2 separate regions of the Mus musculus genome follow, and region 1 is linked to region 2. A link is a contact called in public HiChIP or PLAC-seq data. All regions are on one chromosome and are shown on one strand. The core of a region is the stretch at or near the end of the contact, and the rest is flanking DNA. Distances in the headings are between cores, read along the strand shown.

Region 1 (7,205 bases), core at 4,133-6,632, 1.6 Mb before region 2:
CAATAAACTTATGCTGTTGACATACATGACACCAAGAATGTTTAGGACACCAAAAATGTCCCAAGTGCAGTCAAGGAAGCCCCCTGATCTGGAGGGAATCTCATAGAAGTGGCTTTTGACCCCACACCTGTCAAGGCGGTGGCAGCTGCTGACCAAATCCTCTTCCTGTACATACAGTGGAAGAAGCTGAATAGTTTTAAAGGAAAATAATGAAGAACAACAGTTGTCTCTTCCTCTGGGATGTTCTAGAAGCTGCTGGATAATTCTGCTTCCCTGAGAATGTAGTGCTAGGTCTATTTCTCCACAATTCCTTGCTAGGAAGATGATCTGACATAAAAGAAAGGGCAGCAGGATGGAGGGGAAAGGCAACTGGATTTTAGCTATCTTCTACCACTTAGGAAAATGACCTGTGCATAGACCTCCAGCAAATAAATGCCTAGAATCATAATGATTATTATTAATTAATTAATTAACTAATTAATTAATTAATTTTGTAGTGTTTGGAATAGCACCCAGGGGCTCAAATGTGCTAAGTGAACATGTTACCTCTGAGGTACATCTTTTTTGTTTGTTTGTTTGTTTTCAAGACAGGGTTTCTCTGTATAGCCCTGGCTGTCCTGGAACTCACTCTGTAGACCAGGGTGGTCTCGAACTCAGAAACCTGCCTGCCTCTGCCTCCCGAGTGCTGGGATTAAAGGCGTGCACCACCACGCCCAGCACTGAGGTACATCTTAAGCCCACCTCATGCCTTTACTCATTGCAGTGAGTCAACCACCTGCCAGAGAAGTGAATGTTTAAATGCTGTTGGGTAAGGGGTGGTGAGATAAGAGTGCTTCAGGTCTGCTATGAATCATGGAAAATCTATGTTGCATTCTACACAGGCTATTTTGAATATGTGAGTAGGAAAGATAGGGAGATTCTCCTCCCTCGGAAGCCAGTCTCAAGCCTCTTCTGGAATGAAGTTGGCTCACTCTCATCTCTCCAAAGTGCCCAGAGTACAGACATGAAAAAGATACCAAGGAGCTGGGTGGTCTGGCTCTCTGCTTTGCTGAGTTCAGCCTGTCTGGCCCTGTCTCAGCACCCCTGAAGTACATGCGACTAGGGGATTCTACTCTTACAGTGGATGGTGGCTCATACTGTGTTGTGGCTTACCCGTGACCTCCTGACTGAGCCTGTTTAGACATATCTGCATGCCAGGATGAGTGTCTGCCACATGCAGAGTAATAATTCTCTAAAAGAGACTTAGATAGGGCTGGGGAGATAACTCCAGCGTTTTTCCTTGCCAGCCTCACCACCTGAGTTTAACCCTTTGAACTCACAGTGGAAGGGAGAGCTGACTCTCACGGGTTTGTCCCCTCACCTCTACACGTGTGCTGTGACACACATGGACACAGCGTGTGTTCTCTCTTCCCGATCTTTTTGGGGACAAGTTGCTTTTTGCACCTATGGGCATGCCTTCAACGTGTTGGCTATTAAAGTCTTCAAGTGTCAGCTTAGTGTGTTTTTAAGGCTGAGGGAGCCAATGACGATTCTTGAGGAGTGATGTTTATGTTGGACTAGCCTGCCGAAGCCATGTGAGAGAAAGCTTGCACACAGCAGGAATTAGAGGTGAAAACAGGAAGGGCATTGGACAGAGCAGAGGACTAACCTGGAGCACAGGCTAGCTAGGAAGGATGTAATGGGCAGATATGTAGAGAAAGATGCTCATTGAACCTGAATATGAACTTGGATATCTTATCACTTACTGTTCCTTGGCTGTTGTGTTAAGGAGGAAAAAACGAGAGCCCTCTGGACCCAGGAGGTTGGCACTGCAGCGCAGTGAGCATGTCATAAGTCTCTTTGTCTGATCTAGTCTATTTGAAGACCCTACCCGGAGCTTCTGACCATCAGGGATCTCTAAGAGCCTACTAGCTTCTAGACATCTTTTCAGCAAACTCTAGTCAGTAGTTGACTCTTTCAAGCCTCAGTTTTCACATGTAAAAAGTGAGAAAGAGTTCCACCATGCCCCCAACTCTCTCTCTCTCTCTCTCCCTTGTGTGGTGTGTGTGTGTGTGTGTGTGTACTCCTTACTGACTGACCATCCAAGTTCAGAAGGAAAGACCTGATTCTACATAAACATACTTCCTATGTGTTGGGTGAGAATGAAAGCAACGCCATTGCTCTTTGCCTCCGCTTATTAAGGGGTGCTGGGCACAACTAGCTTGGGCATAGCCGAATGCAAATTGGTTTCTATTTACTTGGGACAGTAAAACTAAAGCGTGTATTTTCTGTATCCATATACCATCAAATTGTATATAATCACCAAGCATACTAATGGCTGATTTTGTGTACCTTGGTGTGTATGTTTGCCTCTGTGTGTATGTTATGTGTGTGCAGTATATATGCATGTTCACTTGTGTGTGTGTGTGTGTGTGTGTGTGTGTGTGTGTGTGTGTGTGTGTGTGTAAGTGCCTGTGATAGCCTAAGGCCAACCTTGGGTATTTTTCCTCCAGGGCTATATACTTTGTGTTTTTGAAACAGGGTCTCTCATTGGAAGTCATCAAGTAAGTTAGACTGGATGTCGAATAAGTCCTAGGGATCTGTCTCAGGGTCAAGATTGCACATATGTGTCACGGCTCTTTATGTGGGTGCTAAAGGTTGAACCCAAGCCCTTAGGATTATGTGGAAAACACTTTCCTAGTACCACTAAGGGCTGATTTTCACCAAGTGATCATATGCTGAGCTTTTAATATACATCATCTTGCTGAGTACCCCAGACACCATGAGAAGTTAACGCCACTATTGCCTTTCAGTTTTCAGAAGCTTCCAGGACACCAAAACAGAAGTTAGTTTCCTTGCCCTAGTGTCTGGATAGCAAGTGGTGGAGCTGGGATTTGAACTCAGATCTGATGCCAAAGCCCGTGGCAGTAAAAAAAAAATTAATAATCACCTGAAGGACAAATTTGTCCTGGTGATTGGTTCCACCTAGTTACAGGCATTTGGTCTTCTTTGTTGCCAAAGAACGTTGGCAATTTCACTATGCTCAGGGACATGCCTGTCCTGGAGAACAATCTCCTTTCCCAAGAGAAAAGCCAGGGATGGCTCAAGAGCAGTCAGTGGCTTGGGACTGTTCCCCACCCGCTGCCCCTGTGGACAAGAGCATGCAACCCACAGAGAGAGGCTGACAGTCACATGATCTCCGAGGCCACTCCAGTTTGGGATTTTATACTTTTTCTTGAAGACCGTTTTATGACTTCCCAGCTGCTGGGGATTCCCACCCCTCCCAACTCGTGGGGGACAGGGCAATGGGGACACTATGAAATCCATGTTAAGCCCTTTCACATTTTGTAAATAGGTCTTTTGCAGTCTGAAACTGATTTAGAATGTCTAAGTGCAATTATGCTCTCTGAAGCCAAATGTTATAACCCACCCCTGACTGCTGATTTTTAAAGTAAATATGCAATAAACTCTTTTCGGATCTTGATAGGACACAGTATTTGTCAGCGCTGAGCCATTTCGCAAGGCCCTCTTGGGTTCCCTTCTCTTCCCTCCACTCTTTAGGGTGAAGACATTGGTTAATCCACCCCCTTGCTGATCTTCCCCAATGGTTAAAATTCCAAGAGGTAAAAGATACCCACCCTTTCATCTTTACCCACTTCATTCTTTCTCTAAGCCTGTAATTGGATCTAAATGGAAAATAAAACCTTCGCAAGCCAAGGAAGTTGGCAACAGACGGTGACATGAAGAGGAACATGTTCCATCTCTAATCCAGAGAATCACACCCTCCTATGCAAGGGACAATAAAAGCAAAGCTTTCTCTAAGTGTGGCCTGGGCTCTTGATGAAGGGGAGGGATCTTTATAGACTTCATCTCACATTCTAGGATGTCAACCGGCTTATAGCAACACACTTGCAAATCATTGACCTCAAACACATGGGGAAAGAGAGCAGGAAAAGTGAAGTCCATATATAATTAGAGACTAGCAGGTATCCCCCACACTCAGGTCTCAGTGCTCTGTGAATTCTGGATGAGAGATGACACTTGATTCTGCAAATAGTCTGGTGAATGCATCAGGGAGATGCCCAGACTAAGTCTGATTGGATGCCATGTGCAGAAGGAATCACTAGGCTCAGGAGTGGGAGGGCAGGAGGTCTGGGGCTTCCCCTCTCCCACCTCCATTCTCCCTGAGCTCTACGGTCTCTTTTTCTCTCCTTTGCTTTTCTACCTCCCACCAAATGTCAGCAAAGGAGAACTTTGCCCTGCAAGATTGAATACTCTGAGAGAATAGCTTAATAATTACTGCTTGGGCATGTTAGCCTACATTATCAAGATTGCTGTTAAAAGTACTGGCTGTCTCTCCTCCTTACATTCTAGATAGGGAAAGAGCGGCTAAGGATTTGAGTTTATCGCTGTTGTACAGCTAAAATGTGCCAGACCAAGGGCCAGGGTTTGAACATCTCTGTCCCCTGCAAGCCACCTCTCTTTCACCCATGCCTCTTATTTCCCCATCTGGGAAGCCATTGCTGCTTTCCTGTCCCCTACGTCTTCTCATAGCCCAGTCTTCTGCTTTCAGTGTACCTCAGGTAAGCAGGCAGCCAGTTTAGAGCTGTAGGCACAGCTGCTGGCCCCGCCTGCAGCAATTTACCCGTGACCTTCTGGGCTCTGGGCCAGCCCTTCTTGAAAGGGAAACGTGCAGACTCTGGGGACAGAAATTAGTTCCCCTGAGCTAGAATGGCTGCTATTGCCAACTGCACCAAAAGAAACTATTCTGTGTGCTGGGGAAACCACACAACTCTGGGAGGCTAGCGAAGGGGGAGGGGCTGCATCACAGTCCCCCAACCTTCACTAAAGGCACATCAGGGGGTTGGAGGGTACAGGCAAGGGAAAGCCAAGACGTTTCCCATGACCACAAATAAGCGTCTATTCCCTCCCTCTAAATTTTAACTTTAGTTCACCTTTAATCAGCATCAATAAAGAACTACGGCACAGTGCAAATACTTTCTTAACAATGGCTTTAAGGGCAATTTGGAGAGGGGTCAACCTGTCACCTCAAATAAGTATTGTCACCTATTCTGTTTTCTGTGCTTTCTGTGGATTTGATGCAACCATTAAAGTGTCCCTAGGTACTCAGTGCGTCTGAGAGCAGTGGGATCTGAAGGATACAGGAATACAGAGGGGTCTCGCTCACCTTTTGCACTCCAGGGTTGAGGTCCTTAGCCACTTTTGCCATCCTGGCGGTGCAGAAACAGCACCTGGCTTCTCAGGCAGGGGCCAGAGGGAGCGCGCAGCCTGGACAGCGCTGCTGAATGGCCAAGTTCAGGTTCCTTTGCCTGTGTGCAGCCGGCGGCTCTGTGCTCAGAGCCGCGCCGCTGCCCGCTTTAATTGGAGAGCGGGACTCCCTCTAAAAAGTGACCAGCCAATGCGCGTGGACACCCACTCCAGGCCAGCCAATCAGAGCAAAAAGCTGCATCCCTCCCTTAGGGTGGCCTCTGCAGGGAGGCTGAGAACTTGGCTAAACTCTACCCTGACGTCAGCTTAGCCGGCTGCCCTGCCACCTCGGGCTCACAGCTGTCCCCTAGGCGGCAGGAATCCCTCCCCACGCCCTTCTCCTTTAAAGGGCAAGGAGCAGAGGGAGGGGCAGAGGAGACCCAGGCAGATCCATTCAGGTCAAAAGAGAGAGCAAATAGGAGAGCCAAGGTATTTTTAGAGAGCTGGGTCCAAAAATAAATGCTGAGCAGTGCTCTCTGCCCACCTCTTCCCCCTTGTCCCAGGGGGGTGCGCGGGGGCAGGTGGTCTCCAGAAGCCTCAACTGACCCTAACCTGGCTAAGGTCTCTAGTAACCAGAGAGAAAAGACTCTAGTACATTATCATTTGTTAAAAACAATAGCCACAAAAATTTTTTTAAAAATTTAAAATATCTTTTTTAAAAATAACTTTTAAACTTCTCAGAGGAAGAAAACAATATTCTTTCTCTCTCTCTCTCTCTCTCTCTCTCTCTCTCTCTCTGTGTGTGTGTGTGTGTGTGTGTGTGTGAGAGAGAGAGAGAGAGAGAGAGAGAGAGAGAGAGAGAGAGAGAGTGCATGTGTGTGGAGGTCAGAGAATAACTTGTGGACATCAATTCTCTCCTTCCACCAAGTGGGCTCCCAGCATCAAACTCTGGTCATCAGGCTTGGCAGCAGCAAATATCCATACCCAGGGAGCCGTTCCCATATTATAGCTTCAAAATTATTTTTATGGTTCCAACTGAGAAAACGAGGAGAGATAGTCAGGTGATCAAAGGTGTGCTCTTCGATAGGACTTGTTTAGTCTAAAACGGTGAGATCGGAACTGGCCCCAGGGGTTGGAGCACGAGACTGTAAAGGATAGACTGTGAAAATTAGTAATTAAGTCTTGCAAGTCTGGATGAGCAAAATCTATCTGTTTCTCACCCTTGGAATGAAGTATCCATGAAACATCTAACAATGGTTTCTGTAAGTTGGCCAGGCTGTTTGCTCCGGAGCTCACGTTGCTCTCGGAGACTGCTTTCCCGACTTCGACTCCCCTGCCACAAGAGAATACAGAACAGGTACCTTTTTATCCAGAACAATCCTGCTTCACCTGTCATGAGGTGAGGAGGCCTTTCTACAACCCACATGGGCAAAATCTCCTGCCAGAAACTGGGATTCCAGTGGGTGAAAGTGAAAGATTGCCTGCAGGAGATCCAATATAGATCTTAAAGTATATCCTTCAGTCTTCTAATCAGAGACTTCCTATTGCTGAGTATTTAACCTGTCGTGCTCTTCCGGAGTCGCAAATCATCGCCAGTCCCTTCTGCCCCAAACCATGATTCCCTTTCCAGACTCCTGGAGAAGGTTTTCCATTGGTGACCTTCCTATATTTCTTTCTCATAGGTGTCTGCTACAATTAGTTTGGCTAACTTTGACTTTTGTTTTTGTACCTTTGACTACAACCATCAAGCATATAAGGGAAGCTCAGAGCACATTAGTTGGATAGATGAATGGTTGGATGGATGGACGAATAAAGACCTGGAGATCTAGTTCTGAGTGTGTGTGTGTGTGTGTGTGTGTGTGTGTGTGTATGAAGAGGCCAGAGGACATCATTGGCCATCGTAAGTCCCAGCCACCATTGATAAGGTCTCTCACTGACCTGGACCCTGTCTGGTAGATTAGGCTAGCTGGCTAGTGAGCTCCAAGAGATCCACCTGTCTTTGTCTCCCCAGTGCTGGG
Region 2 (6,456 bases), core at 3,700-6,199:
GAGAGAAATGTTCAGAGACATCCTAATTAAATGAATTGTACATACATAAAATATACATGGAGGTGTCCTCAAAGAGAGCATGTGGATGTCTTCATCTCTTTACTTTCTGCTCTTTTAAAAATGCCCCTTTAAAATTTCCCACTCACCATCTGTTAGGTAAATTTCCTAAAACCCAGTAAAAGTGGAGGCAGAGATTGTTTTAGAGCTGATTCCAAATGGCAGTGATACCTATATTTATGCAATTTTAAAAAGAATAGGTTAGGGTTGCTTAAAAAAGAAGCCCCCCATCATAATATCACATCACCCTGTGAGCTGATCTTCATCACACATACAAACACACACACACACACACACACACACACACACACATGCATACACAGAGAGAGAGAGAAAGAGAGAGAGAGAGAGAGAGAGAGAGAGAGAGAGAGAGAGAGAGAGAGAGTGCACAAGCATATGCCAAGCAATTCTGAGCCCACAGCCTAGATCATGTCACTGCATGCAAAATAGTATTCCAATAGAGTCAGGATGTAACCAAAGTAATTTCTACTCTCTGGGTGTTTTCTCTAAGTCAGTAACAGAGGAGCCTTGATCAGCAATGATCTTCTTTCTCAACACTGTAATGCTTCCTACTCATGGCTATAAAATACTATCCAGGGGAGACTCGTCCTTTGGTCACCACGTTATATAACCTCCCCACTTTAAGCCATTCCCATCCTGTGATTAGTTTTTAAAAATATGTTACTCCTCGTCAGTAATAATTTATGTTTAATCTTTCTGAGCATTAAGAGAGTATTATTCTGCCCGGGCTCAAAAGCAAATCTCCAGAAATTCCTCCCCAATGCTTCTTTGAGGCTGAAAATGCATTGCAGGGCAGTTGCTGTGATTTAATACTACTTGGCAGAGCCCTGGCCACAAGCTAATTTCATTAGCCTCAAATTCCTGGATTAGAAAGACCCACTAGATCTGATTCTTGTTCTCAGACATGTCATTTGCTAACATATTCAGGGAAGATACTGAAGAGAAAAAAAAGGAGGGGGAAGTGGGGAGGGAGGAAGGTAAGGAGGGCAGGAGGCAGACAGAGAGACAGGGAGAGAGAGAGGAGGAGTCTGACCTGACTTTTCCATCCTATCTCTTGCCTTGCACCCTTGCACACCAGTGGGCAGAGAATTCCAAGTGACATGCAGCATTACCTCTGAGTAGCCATCCATGTCCAGCTCCTTATTTTACAGTGTTTCCCACCCTGGCTCTGGCAGAAGCAGCATTTGTTGTACCTCTGACTATCTCATTACCTCCTCCTGGCCCCCAGTGCTCCGCATCCCCTACACTTAGTCTCTAAGTATCTCCTCTCTCAGGCTACAGGCTCATCTCACTATAAATGTATATCTCAACTTATCAGTTTGGCATGGTCCGCACAGCCACCCACGAGAACTGAAGCAAAGAAGAAGAAGAAAAAAAAAAAAAAAAAAAAAAAAAAAAAAAAAAAAAAAAAAAAAAAAAAAAAAAAAAAACCAAATCACTGCAGAGCTGAGAATTCAGTCATTTGGAGGAGTTTATTTTATATAGAGCAATGTTAATTGAACAGAAGCCTGGGGTTCCAGAGGAGCTTCACCTACTCTCCCTTGCCTCTTCCTCTGTTTGAAGGTGCCTATCATTATTCTACCTTAATTCACTTTAATTGTTTTGCAGGATAACAGAACCTGGAAAACTCCTGGAACTTTGGAGGCTAAGGGCCTCTAAAATCACATGCAGGAAAAAAAAAAAAAAAAAAAAAGCTACCAAGTGATATCTACAGAGAAAGAGAAGTATATATTGAGATATATGTTCATATCTATGCACACACACACACTTCAATGTGGGTAATGGCTAAACTAGGGTGCACACTGTTATGCCCAGGGTGCAGCACAAGCCACAAGTTGGAGCATCTCTCCCACTCCCAGCCTCTTCTCAGTAACCGCAGGTGAGAAGCAGGGCCTCTTTTGCCTCAGCTGTACAATCCAACTTGAATAGCTGCAATTTGCAAATTAGAGGAAAATGACAGTGTTTCCTCTGAATGGTTTGGGTTCCAACCCACACTGCTCAGGCTGGCGTTAGTTTCCATCCCTCCCCAGCTCAAGGAAAGAGGGCAAGGAAGTAGAAGACCAGACATTTGTTTCTTTGGAAGTTGCCTCGGTTTTTAAATGCTACTGGGTGAGAAATCAGCTCCCCTGGAGTCCTTTGAACACTGTCCCTAGCTTCATTTGCAATGACTCTCTTGGATATTTCACTCTTCTTCACAGACATCGGTCCATCTGGGGTAATGTCTATGCTCCCATTCAGGAGAAACCCAGGCAGAGAAATAATATTCAAATGTTCAATGCAGAATGAGCATTCCACCTCTCAAGGCTTGGGAGAAGACTGCCAACACACACACACACACACACACACACACACACACACACCTCAGGTATTGTCCCAATCTTCATCTCTTCATTCTTTCTGCAGCTACAGCTCAGCTCCTCCACCCCAAGCTCCCAAACTTCAAGCTTGGAGGTGAACAAAATTCCTTTTAAATGTGATGGCAATAGCCCAGGCTGTTCGAGAATTCAAGCAACCTAGAGTGAAGTCTGCCCTCAAATCACTTTAGGAGAGTGCAAGCAGCAAGAAGTCTCCGGGCAGGCACATTCAGGAGCCATTGGTGTGCTCTGTTGATTAGAAGGGACCCACTAGCTTCAGGGGAGCACTCCTGCTGCTTGAGCACAAAGTTCTCCTGGAGATGATGCAGGTCCTTTGCTGGCCTGGACATCACCCACCAGCAGGTCCCTCATAAAACTCCTACCCTCCGGGAAAGCATGTGAGCAAGAGTCACTTCTTAGACTTGGGCAGCACAATCCTGCAGGCACCAACTTGCACAGCTAAGAGAAAGGGTTGGCTGGATCTGGCTACCACCAAAGGAGTGAGCAAGCCCTGGGTTAATAAGAAAGTCATACTCAAACTGACTTGAGGCAAGAACATGAGTGTGAGAAAAGGAAACAGGGGTTGAGAAATGCCTATGAGGAAGGGAAACCAAACAAGGAAACAGAGAAGCATAAGGACACCTTGTCAGAGTTCCCTGAACTCAATTTCTAACCCTCAAAGCTATCCATTTCTACCCAGTGCAGTGCAGTCTAGGAGACAGAGGCTGCAGGGACCAAAGGCAGAGCACTGCGGTTGGAGCCCTAGATCTGCCTTTTTGAACCCAGGGCATAAGACCTGCATAACCCGCTTTAGCACATCCACTGTTCTTGGGCAGAGCAGACTGAGTTTCCCAGCTTAGAGCCTGGAATTCTGGGTGTGGGGCTGCACTAGTGAGGGAGGGGGACAAGGAGCGCAGGGAGCAGTCAGTGAAAGGGATTTTATTTCGCAGTTAGCATGAGCTCATCCCCAGCTGAGGTCTGAAGTGGCAGCAGAAAGCTAGCTGATCGCCCAGCTCCTGCCACCGGCCGGACTGCAAATGCAATTTAGGCGGTGCACAAAATTGCCAGGAGGAAACCAACTCAGGGGGATCACGTCAGCAGGCGGGGTCTCCCCAGTGGGGCGGATACCCCCATGCCTCTGATGCAGATGGGCTACAGGTCGTAAATTCAACCCCAAAGAGACGGGCAATTATCATCCACATGCGGGTAAACCCCAACCCTCTTTTGAAGAAGGGGTTTCTTGAGGTCTTCGAGAATATTTCCATGGAGTCGAGGTTTCCTAAGTGGCTTGGGCATGGGAAGCTGGGGAGTTGAGAAATGCCATTTTCAAAGCATCTTCTAATTTTTCATATTCCTTGTGTCTAACCTGCTCCCCTAGGAGCCCAGACACTTTTACAAGCCTGTTTCCGAACCATATTTCACTCTAATGCAAACCATTTAAATCATCGCCTTGTTTTTTCCGAAGATTGCTTCTTGTAAATGGGACCATAAATCCGGGGAGTCATGCCGTATGGAGTGGAGCGTGGACAGGGAAAGACATAAAAGAGGAGTAAACTAAGCAAGGAAGATACCTCCTTGGGTGGGGTGGGAGGGATTCGACAGGATCTCCAGGGTAGAAATGTTGGAGTGCTGGCCTGACCCCTGCAACCCATGAAGTCCAAACCAGCTTTTAAGGTTAGAGCGCAGGGAGCCACAGAATGCTCCTCCCCAAAGGGAGCGCCCCCCTACCTGGAAAAGCCTCAAGATGTTGGCTACCATGATGGAGACGGAGCTCCCCGAAGCCCCAATCACTCCAACTACTTTCTCTGGCTTGACGAAAACCGGGGGCTCTCCGTTGGTGCAACGCACGTCGGAGGTGTCCTTCTGGATAAGCGCCTGGACGAAAGTGAGCGACTGTTCGAGCGCATAAGTGTCCCTGGAACAAGTGTCCAGGATCCGCGCGCCTAACGTTACGTTGGGCAGCAGGTTGGGATCGCTGTTGATCTGGTCGAGAGCATAAAGCATAGCTTCCAGCCTGTGGATCCCATTCTCCCTCTTGATGTCGCCGCAGGGCACTCCGCTGGGACCCTTGGCGTGCACTGGGAACAGCCCCCCAAGGGTGACGTCCCCCTCGATCCGGATCGAGTGCGGGGCGTACATCTCCTGGCCGCGCGCCGCCGCCGCCAGCACGCACAGGAGCACCTCCAGCACGCAGCAGGGGAACTTCATCAAAGTCAGGACGCGGAGCAGCTTCCCCAGCTGGACCATGCCGCTCCGGATGCTGCTGCGGTAGCGGCGGCGGCGCTGGAGGGGATGCTGGTGGGCTCTCCCAGGTCCCGGCTTCTCGAGGTGAGCTCCTTTCGGGGGAAGCCCCGGGGACTTCTGTAGGCACAGAGGGTGGAGGAGACAGAGGAGGTGCAGCAGGAGAGGGGTGGGGGGTCCCAGGGCGTCAGCCAGTCTTTGGCACCTGGCACTGTAGCTCCGCTGGCCCGTGCACCAGCTTGCGCTCCCCGCTCCCTGGCTTGCCGCTCGCGCTCTCCAACAGCCAAGCACTGGGGAGAGGGCAGGGATTGCTATCGCTTTAAATGGTCGTTGGGCTCCCTCTCCTCCTCCTCCTCCTCCTCCCACTCCCTCTCTCCCTCCCTTGCTTGCTATCCATCTCTCCCCACCCTTCCCAGCGCCCGCCCTCCCCACCGGTTTGCATCATCACGCAGGGAGGGGCTGCGTGCTGAGGTAAGGGGGGGGGGGTGGAGGAATGGGTGGGTGGCCCGGGAGCCGAGAGGTTGCCTGTTCAGGGGAGTTTCGTGGTCCCCAGGGAATCTGTGGATTTCTGGATACTAGTAAGGGCTAAGTAAGCTCTTGTCCCCAACTCTGTGATGGAAACCTCAGGTTCACCAATACCCACGCCCATGTTCTAGGAACTGCAGACATCCACTTGGGATGAGTCGCGATATTGGTGCTGACTTATGGGGAGCCCCTGAGTCTGATCTTTGACTGTCAGCTCTGGCAGAAAGCTAGGGAGTACAGAAGTGGAGCAGCCAGTGAAAGGGGGCGGGAGGAGAGGAGATTCCAGTCTCTAAAGCTAGCTCAGAAAAATACTGGACATTCTGGAACCGGATTCTTGACTAAAGTCCTTAACCAGAGGCTTCTCCTATAGTAGGTACCCTCTATCCTGGAGGGAAGCTGAAGCCAAGAAGAAATCTAAAGTGGTACTCCACCCTCGATCTTCCTAAGGGCCAAGGCTGGTCAAACTAACCACATTCTTCAGCAGGTCAGTGGGGAAATTAACCACTGATTCAGTCAGTGCTTTTCCTTGCCTTTGCTGCAAGAGGAGACACTAAGAACTCCAGCACTTTCCTCTGTAGTGTTGATAGGTGCACTGCTCCCTTCTACCTATTTTCCAAGATACTCCTGGGCTGGTGACAGTTTTTCTTTACAGTTAAGAAACAGCAGGTAAAGTGGGGGAAGGTAAAAGGAAGTAAAAGGAGCTGGAGAAGTCTCTTTAAAGATGCAGATAGTAGGTTTTTGTGGTTTTGTTGTTGTTATTGTTTGCTTGTTTGTTTTCATTTGCTGCCATGGGATTTGGGGAACAAAGCAAAGAATGCTCAGGCAAGTTTCACTGTAGAAGGGAAAGTACCCCTCCTGAAACTAGCCCATTCATGCAACAAGTGTCCTTAGCTCTCTTACAGGGAAATTTAACATTTCTCTGGGACCTTAACTCAACTCTTGGTAATGTTTTCTGCTGTAGTGTGTAAAAGCTATATTGTACAGATTTGAGGGTGATGGAGAGAAAGCCACAAACAAGAATATGCTTTCTGGTGTTGATGAAGAATCTATTGTTAGATATAATATATAGTTCTGTTATATTGCCTCTACCACCAACTACCTGTGTGTCCTTGGTATTTCAGTGCCTCTGCCTGAATTTTAGTTTCCCCATCTGGAAAGTGATGAGATTGAGTTGGATGTCCTCCAAGTTGTCTTTTAACTAAAATCCTTTGTTAAAATAGGCCATGTCCCTTTGGCTACAGCGTTCTTTTTAGGCCAA

What was found. HiChIP or PLAC-seq counts read pairs in DNA pulled down with a chosen protein or histone mark.
Region 1: an H3K4me3 HiChIP or PLAC-seq map of stem cell-derived neural progenitor cells shows a contact between it and region 2, with 8 times the contacts expected there. The contact joins the promoter of Lmcd1 here to the promoter of Grm7 in region 2. A contact is called at or near these places in 2 of 39 promoter capture datasets (cranial neural crest and hippocampal neurons) and 1 of 115 datasets of contacts at active chromatin or transcription factors (stem cell-derived neural progenitor cells).

The regions. Positions count from the first base shown.
Region 1 is chr6:112,271,935-112,279,139 of GRCm38.p6, reverse strand. Lmcd1 (LIM and cysteine-rich domains 1) reads right to left here and starts at 5,382. Exons shown (of 6, transcript NM_144799.2): 1 at 5,168-5,382. The coding sequence starts at 5,209.
Region 2 is chr6:110,644,091-110,650,546 of GRCm38.p6, reverse strand. Grm7 (glutamate receptor, metabotropic 7) reads right to left here and starts at 4,949. Exons shown (of 10, transcript NM_177328.3): 1 at 4,161-4,949. The coding sequence starts at 4,679. It overlaps Gm20387 (a long non-coding RNA gene), which reads left to right and starts at 5,152. Exons shown (of 4, transcript XR_001785349.2): 1 at 5,152-5,682.